Regions from separate parts of the Macaca mulatta genome. Here region 1 is linked to region 2. The links are chromatin contacts, called in public Hi-C maps. All regions are on one chromosome and are shown on one strand. The core of a region is the stretch at or near the end of the contact, and the rest is flanking DNA. Distances in the headings are between cores, read along the strand shown.

The links. A called contact is a pair of places that touch in the nucleus more often than the background predicts.
Region 1: a Hi-C map of cortical neurons shows a contact between it and region 2, with 3 times the contacts expected there. The contact joins the promoter of PHTF1 here to the promoter of RSBN1 in region 2. A contact is called at or near these places in 2 of 14 Hi-C or Micro-C datasets (CD4 T cells and cortical neurons).

The regions. Positions count from the first base shown.
Region 1 is chr1:126,499,250-126,506,215 of T2T-MMU8v2.0, forward strand. It overlaps PHTF1 (putative homeodomain transcription factor 1), which reads left to right and starts at 5,578. Exons shown (of 20, transcript XR_013399596.1): 1 at 5,578-6,096; 2 at 6,402-6,476. RSBN1 (round spermatid basic protein 1) reads left to right here. Exons shown (of 7, transcript XM_001110110.4): 7 at 1-3,273.
Region 2 is chr1:126,448,080-126,454,814 of T2T-MMU8v2.0, forward strand. RSBN1 (round spermatid basic protein 1) reads left to right here and starts at 3,172. Exons shown (of 7, transcript XM_001110110.4): 1 at 3,172-3,966. The coding sequence starts at 3,264. LOC107000335 (a long non-coding RNA gene) reads right to left here and starts at 3,063. Exons shown (of 4, transcript XR_013399597.1): 1 at 2,897-3,063; 2 at 1,185-1,287; 3 at 102-157. It overlaps PTPN22 (protein tyrosine phosphatase non-receptor type 22), which reads left to right. Exons shown (of 21, transcript NM_001261076.1): 21 at 720-1,750. The coding sequence ends at 784.

The sequences.
Region 1 (6,966 bases), core at 4,328-6,827, 54 kb after region 2:
GAGCATCAATCTTATGATAAACTATTCTTGTCACTTGGCATCAACCTCTTCATGATAAATATCTACTACTGAGACACTTCAATTCACAGTTTTAACTCGTGAATACCTGGGTTTATTTACTATTACTCTGTGTTGCTATTTTCTAAGAAAGAATACAGCACTAGACTTCATCCTAGAGTTTCAGGCTAATGCTTAGTGCCTGAGTATTTAAATTTTCTTTTCAAACAGGCACAGTTCACGTTGCTAGTATGGTCCTAACTTTCTGTTATTTTAGAATGTTAACATGATTCACATTATACTTTATCTTAGTTAATAATACAATAGGCCTTTTGTTTATTAAAGGAAGAGTTCTCCCCACACCTAAGACCAGATTCTTGTATCTCCCTGGTTACAGTGCAATTTGGAGATTTTTTTTTTTTTTCCTGGATGGTAAGATTTGAAATATTTACATTAACATAGGCAAAAAAAAAAACAAAAAAAAAAACAAAAAAAAAAACCCAAGATGCTGCTTTATTATGTCTGTCACCATGAAAACGTAGCTGCATCTTTTGAAATATCAAATATGAATTTTCTCTAAAATATTCTGAAATAGGTTAAATCTTATATAAATATTACTTTGTGCAATATTGTTGTGTAGTTAAATGCATATTAGCAAAGTATAGAGGTCACTGTGTAAACAGATAGAAAAGTAACCATCAGCAAATACTGCAGTGATTAGTTAGAATCTGTATTATTCCTTATATATATGTATATGTATGTATTCTCTGTTACAAAGGATGAAGACAAATAGGGATACATTTCAATGTAAACCATTTATGAATTGGAAGTGATGTTGGCTTTAGTTATCTTTGTAAATAAGGTAATTAGAATGGTATGAAAGGTAATGTGATTATTGCAGGGGTGTTTTTAAATCTTGGGTATAAATTCTAGGGTAAATTCCAGTTTATCAATACTAATTTTTAACAGGACCTGCCTTTCAGGGTGTTTTTTTGTTGTTTTGTTGGGGAGGGGTTTAATCACAAAGTGTGTGGGTTTGGGTTACTTCTTGTTTTTATTTTTCTGTCCAGAAGAGCTTTACCAGGCTGTGCAAAGTAAAATTCTTCTCAGGCAACATTTGCTTTTAAAAATAATCATGAAGAGAAGGCTGTTAAAGCAAAAAAAAATTTTTTTTTTAATTTTTTCTTGTCTTCCAAGATCCGATTTCCCCATCTCCCACTTGCCATCCAGCAGATGCCATCTGTCATCCAAGCTGGTCATTGCTAATAAACAAGGAGACTGTCTCCTGACAGCCAGCACTGTGTATTATCACTCAGGAACCAGCGGATCTGCAAAGACCTACAATCAAAAGCAAATCCCCATTTTCCTTTTATAAAACATTCTACCCTCACCTCCAATATAAACACATTAAGAGTACAATAAAAATGTTTAAAATCATGTACTAATAAATTCATTGTATGTTAGAATTGCAATAGAATGGAGAGAAACATTTAGCTAGTAATGTATCTGAAAACTGAATGTCCTATGTGAGTATTAGATTTTAATAGCATGCTTTAAAGACTGATGAATATAAAAGCAGAAGTTTTGCGTTTTTTACTGCTTTCAAAGCTGTATCCTAGTTTAGTGATACAAATGATTGCAATTTTTCTAAATCATTAAATTATTTGGTTTGGTGGAGTGAGGCATGGAGCAATCTGGCGTCTTCTGATTTGTTAAAGTAGTGATGGGAGTGAAGTTGTAACTGAAATTTAAGCTGATCTTCCTTTTTGATATATTATCCGTTGTGCCAGCTCTTGAGATTACTTGCACAATGTGGCTATAAGTTTTAATATTTTGTGGAGCAGAGGGATGGTTTTTAAATGTGCTTATGGAAAGGACCCAATAAATGAATATTCCTAACTTAGTAAAGTAGAATAATTTCATGGTACCCATTAAAAAGGATAAAAGTCTTCCTCTTGCCCCAGAAGTAATTCTTGATACCAAGATATGCTAGGAGTAGGATGATTCAAAGCGGTAACCCAAATTCATAAAGCAATAATAATGAAAACCTACATAGTATGTTCCCTCCTCCAAAGTTTTAACTCTAAAAATTGATTCCTAGGTTTAATTGTACTTTTAATTTGCTTATTCAGTACTTAGAATTTGTTTAACTGGTACTTTTATTATTTTTTAGTGAAAGACTTTTGAAAAGTGCCCTTTCCCCTTAAGAGACAGTTGGAATACCAGTTGACTGATATTATAAGCTCTTATTGGGGGGAAAAAGGAGCTTATTAAAGTTCTTTACTAAACTTTGGGAAAAGATGTCTTGCATCAGTCTTACTAGGCATAAAAGTCACACTTAATGACTGGAAAAAACTTGCTTATTGCCTTTCCTTATATAAATATTGTCTAGAATGAAAGCTAATATAGGAACAAGACTCCCAAATCCATGAAAACCCTTAGTGAATATATTCTTAATCATTAATATTAGCCCATTATATTTTCATCTGTATTTGCCATAAAAAATTTATTTGCATTTATGCCTTTAGGATAATTTTGTATCTTTCTAATCTTTTATCATTGCTACACGTTTTTAAAAAAGAATCTTTCACTAGCACATGCCAGAGGTTCACATCTGTGCTGTTTTGTTTTTCAAACAGGTTGTAGCTGTATTTATTGGCCATGCAAGTAGAGGAAATGCACAGTACAAATGTTTTTCTTTAGCACGTAAGGGACCTATCCTTGTCTTGAAAGTTTGTTACTTTAAAAGCAAGTATCTCTCCATAAATATTATGGCCTTCCATTTTCTTCATACATTTTTTAGGATCCACTTGTGCATGTAGTTGAGACCACTGTCTCTTAAAATATAGCACTTTTCAATTCTCTCTGAAGAAATACTTATGTACTACTATCACATGTTGTAAATTTTCATGTAATAGTGTTTTCTGTGACTAAACTCCATTTTGATTGGCAGCTAAGACTTTTTTTCCTGTGGCTTTTATTTATCTAAGAGGTCTTTGCATATAGATGAAATGTATATTTGCCTGGCGGACTATTTGCGTTGTGTGGCCTTAGTTTGTTTATTGACATTAACAAGTGTTTTAAAAAGGTTTTTAATGAATAGTCTTAAATCTAAATTTGTGTGAATAATCCTTTTAACACAGTGCTTTTTTGTAGCTGTCTAAGTGTGTTAAATTGTTAAGCTATTTCTTTGTAAAATAGGACAATGGAATGCATAGTTTTTTTTTTTTTCCTGTAAAGTATTTTTTTAATAAACAAAGTCTGATTTGTCCTTTACTGGTGTTTCATCACAAAATGCATAGCATATGCGAGTTCTAAATACCTGGAACCTATTTTTAGAGGACGAATCCTTCACCTACTTTATCCCCTACTACAAAAAATTTTTTTAGAAAATCTTAGGACTTTTCTTTCTAAAGATGTCTGGGGAAAATTCCATCCATATTGAGATGCAATTAGTTTAGGGGAAGAAGAAAAAATCACTTGGCATTTGTTGTAGTTAATGCCTCTTAATTGCTTAAATTAGTGTGTATCTACTTAAAAGGACAGTCTTAAATTTGTATTCTGGTGATGTGGATTTTCTTGAAGTTCATTGAGTATTAATGAAGATGGCGTATAGACTTTTATGTCATTGATGTATTAATGCAACACCACAAAATGGATTTCTTTCCTCATCAGTTTTTGTGTGAACTTACCTTTAATTGAGGTACCTTTCCTAAGCACTGATAGCCTTTGATTCTGATTAGGAAAGGAAAAGAAAGGGACTTCACAGTTTTTGAGTAACTGCCATGGGCCAGGAAGTTTGTATGAGGGTATCTCATTTAATCCTCACATCCTTAAGAAGGCAACTATCTCCAAAATACAGGTGAGAAAACAGGCTTGTTAGTTGAATAAATTGCCTAAGATCACAGATTATTGGTTGGGAGCAAGGATTCATACCTTGTTCTCTGGTAGCCTTAGGAAGCACTGAATAGTTTCCAACAGGGCACCTGAAAAATGGTTTGCTACTTAACCACTATCCTCTAATACTACTTACCTGATTTAGTTCCTCCACACACTGCCCGGAAAATCTTTTGTGTGCCAAACAATGAAGTAAAGTACTTTTGCTATTAATGTAATTGAGGTTAAATATTTACGTGTGCAAAATTCGACGTTTTTCACTTGTCATTTATCTTTCTTTTTTTTCAAGTTGGTCATTTGTCTTGAAGCCCAACAGAATTGTAATGTTTAGCACTAACGAAAGGAAAAGCTGTCAAGGATTAAAAGGAAACCACTGCCAATGTGTGCAATGTAAAAAGGATAAAATAATTTTTACTTTATTTGAGACAGGGTCTCTTGCCTAGGCTGAAGTGCAGTGGCGCAATCATAGCTCACTACAGCCTCGAACTCTTGTGCTCAGACGAATCCTCCCGCCTCAGTCTTCGAAGCAGGTGGGACTACAGGTGCGTGCCACCATCTCCGGCTAATTTTTTTTTTTTTTTTTTTTTTTTTTAGAGATGGGGTCTGGCCATGTTGCTAAGGCTGGTCTCAAATTCCTGAGCTCAAGCGACATTTCCGCTTTGGCCTCCCAAAGCGCCCGGATTGCAGGCGTGAGCCACTGCGCCCAGTCTGGGGGAAATAATTTGTAAAACTTAGTCCTGTGGGAGTTATTTTAGCTTAGTCGATTTCCTCATACGTGAAATGGGATAACTTCCACCTGGTACCCACTCAATAGATGATAAGAAATAATGTCTGTAAAACCGCGCCTTTTAGCCTTTCTTAAGTGGAAGCTATCATCTGTCATTAGCTTTCTCTGACCCAGATGCTACAGGCTGTGGGCCAACAAGAACACAGCTTCAAATAAGGTGGGGAGAATGACTAAGGGGACAGTGTTCCATTAATGGCCAAAAAAAAAAAAAAAAAGGAAAGCAGCTTAAAAATCCTTTTAATGTATCCTTAAATATTCACTTTAGGGTTCAACCTTTCTTTCCTTTCTCCTGACCTCTATCGGCCCTAATTAACGTGTTCCCGCCGCCACCTAACTTTACCCTATTTTGGAAAAAGCTGTGACTGCCCAATACTTGTCCCTCTTTTTCCCCTACCTTTGAGCCCCAGAAAGCTCCAGACCCAGAGCTGCTGAGGGGCGGGAGAGGAAGGGAGTCACTAAGCCGCAGCCTGGCCCTTCCTCCCAGGGCAGCGTAAATTCACATAAACATTCATTCATTCACTCAACAAACATTGGGAACCTAAGTGTCACGTTCGTGCCAGGCCCCAGTCTCTGACCTCATGGAGCCCACAGCCCACTGGGGAACAGAGATTAAGCCATGAAACACGAAGATGAGTGCCACAAAGACATGAGCCGGGAGCTACTAGAGTATCAGGACCGACCTCCTTTAGACCGCTGGATGGGAGAGTCGTTTGTGAGGAAGTGACTTTTAAGCGGAGGGCTGAAGGGTGATCTGAGGGAGCTGCTCTTGGCCACCGATCGCCGCGCGGCTCCCCAGGCCCTTGGACCCGGAGCCTGGACCTAGGCGGGGCGGGAAGGCCCGGGCCAGGGGCGGAGCCACCTCGGCGGCGAAAGCCGGAAAGCGGAAGCCGAAGGCTGCTACCCGGTGGTCGGCTGAGCGGCTCTAGCCCAGCTCTCAGACGGCTGAGTCACTGCCGCCCGGCCCGGCCCGGAAAAGACGAGCGCCGCCGCCGCCGCCGCGGCCGCCTCTCGGGTTCCCGGGCTCTCGGGGTCCCGGGCCTTTGCACCTGTCTTTTCCAGCTGGGCACACCTTTTGCTGTCGCCGTGGCGACTGGCGGCCTAGCGAAGACCTCCTTTACTTTTAATCCCCCTCGTTTTCCAGTCCATTCTCTGCTTATTTTCTGATCAGTCCGTGACCCTCTAGGCGGGCTCGGACCCGCGATCGATTTGCCGCCCTCAGGGCGCTGGGCAGCCCGGCTGCCTCCGGGGCTGGGGCTGCCTCCGCGGTCTCCATGGTAACGGTCTCGCCGGCGTTTCCGCCTAGGTGGGAAGATGCGGCCTGCCCTGCCCGCCGCCTCGCCCCCGGCCTTACGGTGGGACCCCGGGCACTGAGGACGAAGGTCCCGGGCGCCGGCCCGCGGGGCAACGGGCGCTAGGTGAGAGCCGGACGCCGGGGAGCGAAGGAGGCGGGTGCCGGGCGACTCCAGCGGCCGCCCCTGCCCCTCCCCCGCACCCAGGAACACGCTCGCCCGAAATATTGCAGAGGCTTCTCCGGTCGCCGCTGCGCCAGTTTTTGTTTGTTTGTTTGTTTGTTTGTTTGTTTGTTGTGTTTTCCCTGGCAAACAGCTGGAGAAAGAGCAGCTCATGGAGAGGCTGAGAGAAGCGGTTTTTGAGTCCTACCCAAATTGGGAGAGTAACCTTCAGCAGCTGGACTCACCGACTGGTTTTCCTTCATTTTCAGTGAAATCCCATTCTCTGGCTGGAGACACAGATGGCCTCGAATGAGAGAGATGCTATATCGTGGTACCAAAAGAAGGTAATACCAATATATATATATTTTATTTGTAACGCATTCTTCCTGCAAAAAGCTCTCACAAATAGTATATTACTTTCCCCTGAGTTTGGTAGTGCCAGGTGTTCATGTATACTTCAACATAAATGGAAAAAAAAAAAAAGATGTACAAGGTCATTATGTTTTTTAAACCCGGTTCCAGGTCCTGGAATAAGGTTTACAGGCCACCTCCCTTCTCCAGGCTGCGTACACAATGCCACCGCAATGCTTTGAAAGTTTGCTTCTGATCAAACTGCTTAAAAACAAAAAAGACATGAAACCTTAATCTGCACAGCTCAGATTGATACTATTAACAGTCTTATTGAGCTGTTCCTTGTATTTTATTCCTCTCTAGTTTTTCTATTGCTGTTTTCCTTAATAAGTGGATTTGATTTTTTTTTTTTTTTTTTGAGACGGAGTTTCGCTCTCGTTGCCCAGGCTGGAGGGCAATGGCGCAATCTCGGCTCACTGCAAC
Region 2 (6,735 bases), core at 1,922-4,421:
AAACAAAAAACAAACAAACAAAAAGACATTACCATCAAAGAAAAGTCATAAAGTCATATGTTGCTGAAATGATAAAGAACCAACATCATCAACCTGCATACCTTTTGAAAACATCCAGAAATAGCCTTCATTAGTTGTGAAAAATTTTCTCATCCTCCTTTTTTGGGGTAGGGTAGGGGGAAGAAGTTTGAAGAAGAAAGATAAATAATAATGATTACTTACCTACTTCGTTTTTCAGAATTGTTTATTTTTTTCTAAGCTTTTCAAACATAATCTCTTAGTAAATTGAAGGATTTCTGGACTGACATAGAAGTATATCTAGATGTAATGCAATAATATTATAAGTAACGGTGCTATATTTTTTTGAAATTAAAATTTCCCAGCTTCATTTAATGGGAAGGAGTGGATGACAAAAAGTCATAGATAAATGATATTATATACTAAATTATCAAAGGCTATATATAACCAGGGTCCTACATTCTATTATTACCATTATTAAATTTGTAAATGCTCTTCAAATTTAAAGTGTTATTAGTATTCTGTTATCATTTAAACTTTATATTACTATAATCCTTTTATAATCTATTACTAAATTGGTCAAGATGCTGCCTAAACTTAAAAAAAAAGACCATGTATTTGCATATATTATACTCTAAAATCCAAGTATTCATTTCTATACTTAAAACATCTTTTTCATTCAACTTCATTTTTGTTCCCAGGTTTTGCAAACCGTTTTTCAAAACCCAAAGGACCAAGGAATCCACCACCAACTTGGAATATCTAATAAAACTCCAGATTTGTAAGCATATGGGCTGCAAGTACACCTGCAAATAAAACTACTGGAATACTGCTAGCTAAAATAAGTGCTCTATACGCATAATATCAAATATGAAGATATGCTAATGTGTTAATAGCTTTTAAAAGAAAAGCAAAATGTAAGTTTTGCATTTTCATATCATTTACATTGAGTTGAAAACTGCAAATAAAAGTTTGTCACTTGAGCTTATGTAGAGAATGCTATATGAGAAACACTTTTAGAATGGATTTTTCATTTTTGCCAGTTATTTTTTATTTTCTTTTACTTTTTTACATAAACGTAAACTTCAAAAGGTTTGTAAGATTTGGATCTCAACTAATTTCTACATTACCAGAATGTACTATAAAAAGTTAAAAAAGGAACTTACCTTGTGGGTTGCAATACAAATTGCTCTTGACAATGGCTATTCCCTAAGTTATTTTTGCCTAAATGAAGTATACCTTGTAAATCTTCCCAAATATTGTGGAAAACTGGAATATTAAGAAAATGAGAAATTATATTTACAAAAATAAAATGTGCAAATAATGACAATTATTTGAATATAACAACAAAGGAGTTCAACTGCATTACTGATAAGTTTTAATCAAAGTCATTAAATTACCAATTCTAGAAAAGTAATCAATGAAATATAATAGCTATCTTTTGGTAGCAAAAGATACAAATTGTATATGTTTATACAGGATCTTTCAGATCATGTGCAATTTTTATCTGACCATCAGAAATACTAGTTTAAAATGAATTTCTATATGAATATGGATCTGCCATAAGAAAATCTATTTCAACTCTAATTTTATGTAGTGAATAAATTGGTGGGTAATTGTGTTTTACAAAGAATCCACCTGACTTCCCCTAATGCATTAAAAATATTTTTATTTAAATAACTTTATTTATAACTTTTGGAAACACGTAGTATTGTTTAAACATCATTTGTTCTTCAGTATCTTTCATTCAGTAGGGCAAACTGAATGAAATATTATTAGCTGTCTGTTGTAGTACAATGTATCCAATAGATAATCAATAAACTTTGTTGTTTTTAAACTGACTTCATTGCAGTAGTGTTTAGGTAATACTTCTCCAGAAACTAGTGAAATCAAACCACAGTAATTTTATCTGCTGAGTATATATATCATTGTAATCAATTACTTCCAAATGTCTTTAACAAGAAACAAATATATTAAAAGAATCCTAGGTAACTATGAGTCACCCAGGGCGCCATGAGTGCACCTGTAGACCAAGCTACTCAGTCCTTGAGCCCAGGAGTTGGAGGCCAGCTTGGTCAATAGAGCAAGACCTTGTCTCTCTCTCTCTTCTTTTTTTTAAGAGTCAGGGTCTGGATCTGTCACCCAGGCCAGAGTGCAGTGGCGCGACCACTCCTCCCACCTTAGCCTCCCGAGTAGCTGGGACTACAGGCGCGTGCCACAACACCCAGATAATTTAAAAAATATTTTTGTAGGGACAGAGTCTCACTGTTACCCAGGCTGATCTCGAACTCCTGGCCTCACGCGATCCTCCTGCCTCGGCCTAAGCTCTGGGATTGCCGGCCTAAGACACAGAGCCCCGCCCCGCCCGTCTCTAAATAAATACCTAAAAGAACCCCAGGTAAAAGCTAAAGCGAGGATGAAATTCTAAATGAATTTCTGAGCAGCAGCTATCCGTAGTGAACAGTGACGATTTGTGGTGTGTTCTCTGGTAGGCACACTTTTCAAATTTATGCAACCTTATCCTTAAGATTTGGGAAAAAAACTTACAAAAAATCTTAAACATGGTTTTCCATCTACAATTTTTCTTAACTGTAGGGATATATTAAAAATAAATGCTAGACTCTTCCAGGCATTAGCGGGGATGTGGCCCGATGGCAAGGAGGGGCCGCCCCCACCAGGACCCCAAGCAGTTCTCGGACCTGACTTCGTAGGCCTGTAGTTGTAACCATAGCAATGCCCCAGATGCTTGAAAACATTTCTGAATTGCGGCCCTATCATATTTTTACAGCAAAACCACCCTTATTTTACATATTACTAAATCTTCTTTTCACCTTCATTTCATCCCCCGTAAAAGTTTAAAGGATGAAGATTTTTTTACCTGAAAAAGGTTATGAGAGAAATATTAAATTTAAAAGTCACTGTGGAGACCACCTCCTCCGTGTAAACGAGGAAGGGTCATAGGAAGATGCTAATGGGAACGCGCCGCCAGACTCTAAAAGCCATTAACATTGTTTCGGCCGTTAGGGCGGTTGGCGGCAACTCACCGCCCAGCGGCGGTTGCGTCGCAGCCAGAAGCGTGACTCCGCGCACGCTCCCTTTCCGCTCCTCCACTCAGAGCCGGGGACGCGGCGCGGGGCCCGGCGGAACTACAGCTCCCATAATGCTTTGCGCGGCACACGGTGCTTTACAATAGAAGCTCGGTTGGAGAGGCCTGCGGAGAAAAGCTGGGAACGGCCGCTTCCGGCATGTTTATCTCTGGACGAAGAACAGCCGACAAGTGGAGGGCGGAGGAGAGACTCCAATGCCCAGCGGGCAGTGCGCGGGCGGCGCTTGCGCGATGCGCGGACGGGGGGGCGGTCGGGCCATTTAAATGTGTGTTTGTGGGTGAAATGGCTGCGCAGGTCGGAGCGGTGCGCGTAGTACGGGCGGTGGCGGCGCAGGAGGAGCCGGACAAAGAGGGGAAGGAGAAACCTCCTGCTGGGGTCTCCCCGCGGGGAGTGAAACGGCAGCGCCGATCTAGCAGTGGGGGGTCTCAGGAGAAGCGGGGACGGCCGAGCCAGGAGCCCTCTCTCGCTCCCCCTCACCGGCGGCGTCGCAGCCGCCAACATCCTGGGCCGCTGCCGCCAACGAATGCAGCCCCAACTGTCCCAGGCCCTGTTGAGCCTCTTCTCCTGCCGCCTCCGCCGCCACCTTCGCTGGCACCCGCCGGGCCCGCTGTCGCTGCCCCTCTCCCGGCCCCAAGCACCTCGGCCCTCTTCACCTTCTCGCCTCTGACGGTGAGCGCGGCCGGGCCCAAGCATAAGGGCCACAAGGAGCGGCACAAGCACCATCACCACCGCGGCTCCGATGGTGACCCCAGCTCCTGCGGAACGGATCTCAAGCACAAGGACAAGCAGGAAAACGGCGAGAGGACTGGAGGGGTGCCTCTGATCAAAGCCCCCAAGAGAGGTGAGAGCAGGCAAACTGCCCGACTTGGGTTCTAGGTCTCTCTCAGTTCCGATATCCTGCATCTTTAGGACTGAAAGACGCCAAACCCCTGCTTACCATCTGCTGCTCTACTTCCCTAAGCTCACTGGGGTGGACCCTGGATTTCAGATCGTTGACACGGTTTGATCTAACTACTTGAGGCTTCTCGCTCCGAGGCCGAGCTGTCAGTTACTAATCCCTTTGCCAGTCCCCCGGAACCTCAGCATTTGTTTTCAAATTCTGCAGGGTTTCCGCGCCGCGTTAGATTAGTAGGTGGGGTACTAAAAAATGCCTTTCCAAAGAAAAGACATGTTGCTAAAATCCCTTCTCCTTGTTTTGCTTGCTGGAAAGCTTTAGTATCCGCTCTCCCTTGCGCCAGAATAGTCAGGGGTATGGTTCCAGTCTTTCAGAAGGGAATTCATATAAAGGTTACACGACTCACTGGTTGACTTAGCTTCTGGAAGATAAAATATCACACGCAATTAATCTTGGTTCTTTTTAATCTAGAGATAAAAATCATTTTAAAGTTTTCATATTATCCATTTAAATTCTTAGAATAGTCGTGTGGAAGTTTTCTCTACCCTTTGATACTAGGAAATAGGACCAACAGTGCCTCTGAAAAGTGGGAATTTGTGCAGTAGATAGTAGAGGCTGGAATTCCAGTTGCATTTGATTCTGTCTGGCACAATTTGTGAATCTGTTAATTCCAATAGCCCTCAAGAATATTTAACTAGAAAATGTCAGAGTATCCAATTAAATGTGGGTTCTAGAAAAATTAGATTGGCCAAAACTGATGTCTTCCTTTTCCCAAGTACCTGTAGCATTTATTTATATTCTTTGTGGAACAAATATGATGCTTTTGATTATGCCATATGTTTGTACTTTATATATTATTTTATATAATTTGCTAGTTGTTTTTCCTCAGGGAGATTTAAAATACTTCTTTGTTTCTTAGTACTGGGCCAGTTAGGTTATTACGTGTTAATTAACCGATCTTTCAACCTAAAGTTTTGTGAGTCTTGCATTCTTTCCACGTATTGAGTCTTAAGGCTAATCATTTTTTTTGGTGGTGCTATTTCCAAATAGTGTAGTTCATTGCAAATAATTGGTCAATAAGTATTTATTGAATAGCATTAAATTTTTATTCATTTGGTGGCATCCAAATCTTATCCTTGGCAGTAGAACTTGTGGCAAGATGACAGAATTGCCAGTTTTCACCGCCAATATGCAATGATCTTGCTCTCTTTTTATTTTTACCTTTATTCCCTACTTTCTCATTTCGTGTGTGTGTGTGTGTGTGTGTGTTAACTGTACAGAACTAGAGGGAATCAGTGATCCTCTGGCTTAAATTTGTATTGTAGAAAAGGAAACTGAGGCCCAAAGTAGTAAAGAGGCCTGCTTAATCAAATCACAGTTAATTCGCACCAAGTGCAAAAAATTTAAATATTTTTTAAAAAGATGAATTATTGACATAACAGGGAGTAGAAACCAGACTCCTGAATCCTGCTTCGAGCTTCATCTCCAGGCCTCATGATGTTGCTTTCTCTTCCTGCTATTCATTTTTTCCACTCCTTTGTTTACCTTTTCCCTGTGCTTTGACATTACAGTGGCTTTATATCATCAAGGATCCCTGACCTGGCCCTGTTTTATGGGGGATAGTGGCGATAGCATGTGTAATAATTCACAATCTGCTTCTCTGAAGATTACACAGGCCCCACGTTCTTTAAAAAACACGCTTCTGACCCAATGCTGACTGATAGAACTTTCTCAGATGATGGAAATTTTCTGTATTTGTGCTGACCAATATGGTAGCCATATGTGGTTCCTGAACAGACTTGAAATGTGGCATGATTGAGGAACTGAAATTTTGATCTTATTTAATTCTAATTAATTTATAATTAGTCACATATGGCTAGTGGCTACCACATTGGACAACACCACTCTAAATATCTGTAGTTTGCCAATACGTGAAGAAGAGAAGTGGGTTAAGATAAGTCCATTTAAACATTTTAACTTTTGACTGAGAGATTGTTGGATTATATACCCAAACTATATTTTGGGTGAAAAAGAGTTTTTTGGTCAAATACATTTGAGAAAAACTGTATACTGTAGCCTTCTACATATGTAATATGAACTGGCAAACTGGCATTTTAAAAGTTTTGAAAACCCTACAGAAAATAAACTGATTTAACTTTGTTTAATCCAGGGTTTTGCACATAGTTGGACTGATACCTTTCTTGTCCTGTGAACATGTTTGTTGTTACAGTGGTATGCAGGAGGCATGCCTCTGGTATTAATCTGAGTTTAAATCATGACTCTCTTTCTGTGTGAACCTGAACAAATTGCTTTACCCTCTCTCAACCGCACTTTTCCTGTCTGTAAAATGGGATTGTGGTATCATTTATAAGGACCTTGTATGGATTAAATAGGGCATTGTGTCAAAGTACTTACAACAGTGCCTGGCTCATGGTAGGCACTTAGTTAAAACTGGCCTTTATTATTTTATTATGCATGGTCCTTAAAACAACTCTAAGATTAATAAGGAGAGTGGGCAGATTCTTGTTACTTGCAAAGCTATGTCTTTCCTTCGCTTATCCTCAGATTTTTGGAAACTATTTTAACTTTTTTTTTTTGAGATAATTAATGATTGACAGGAAATTGCAAACATACTCGAGTTCTTACCTTTTACCGGTTTCCCTCAGTAGCTACATCTTACGTAACTATTGTATAATGCCAACACCAGGAAATTGA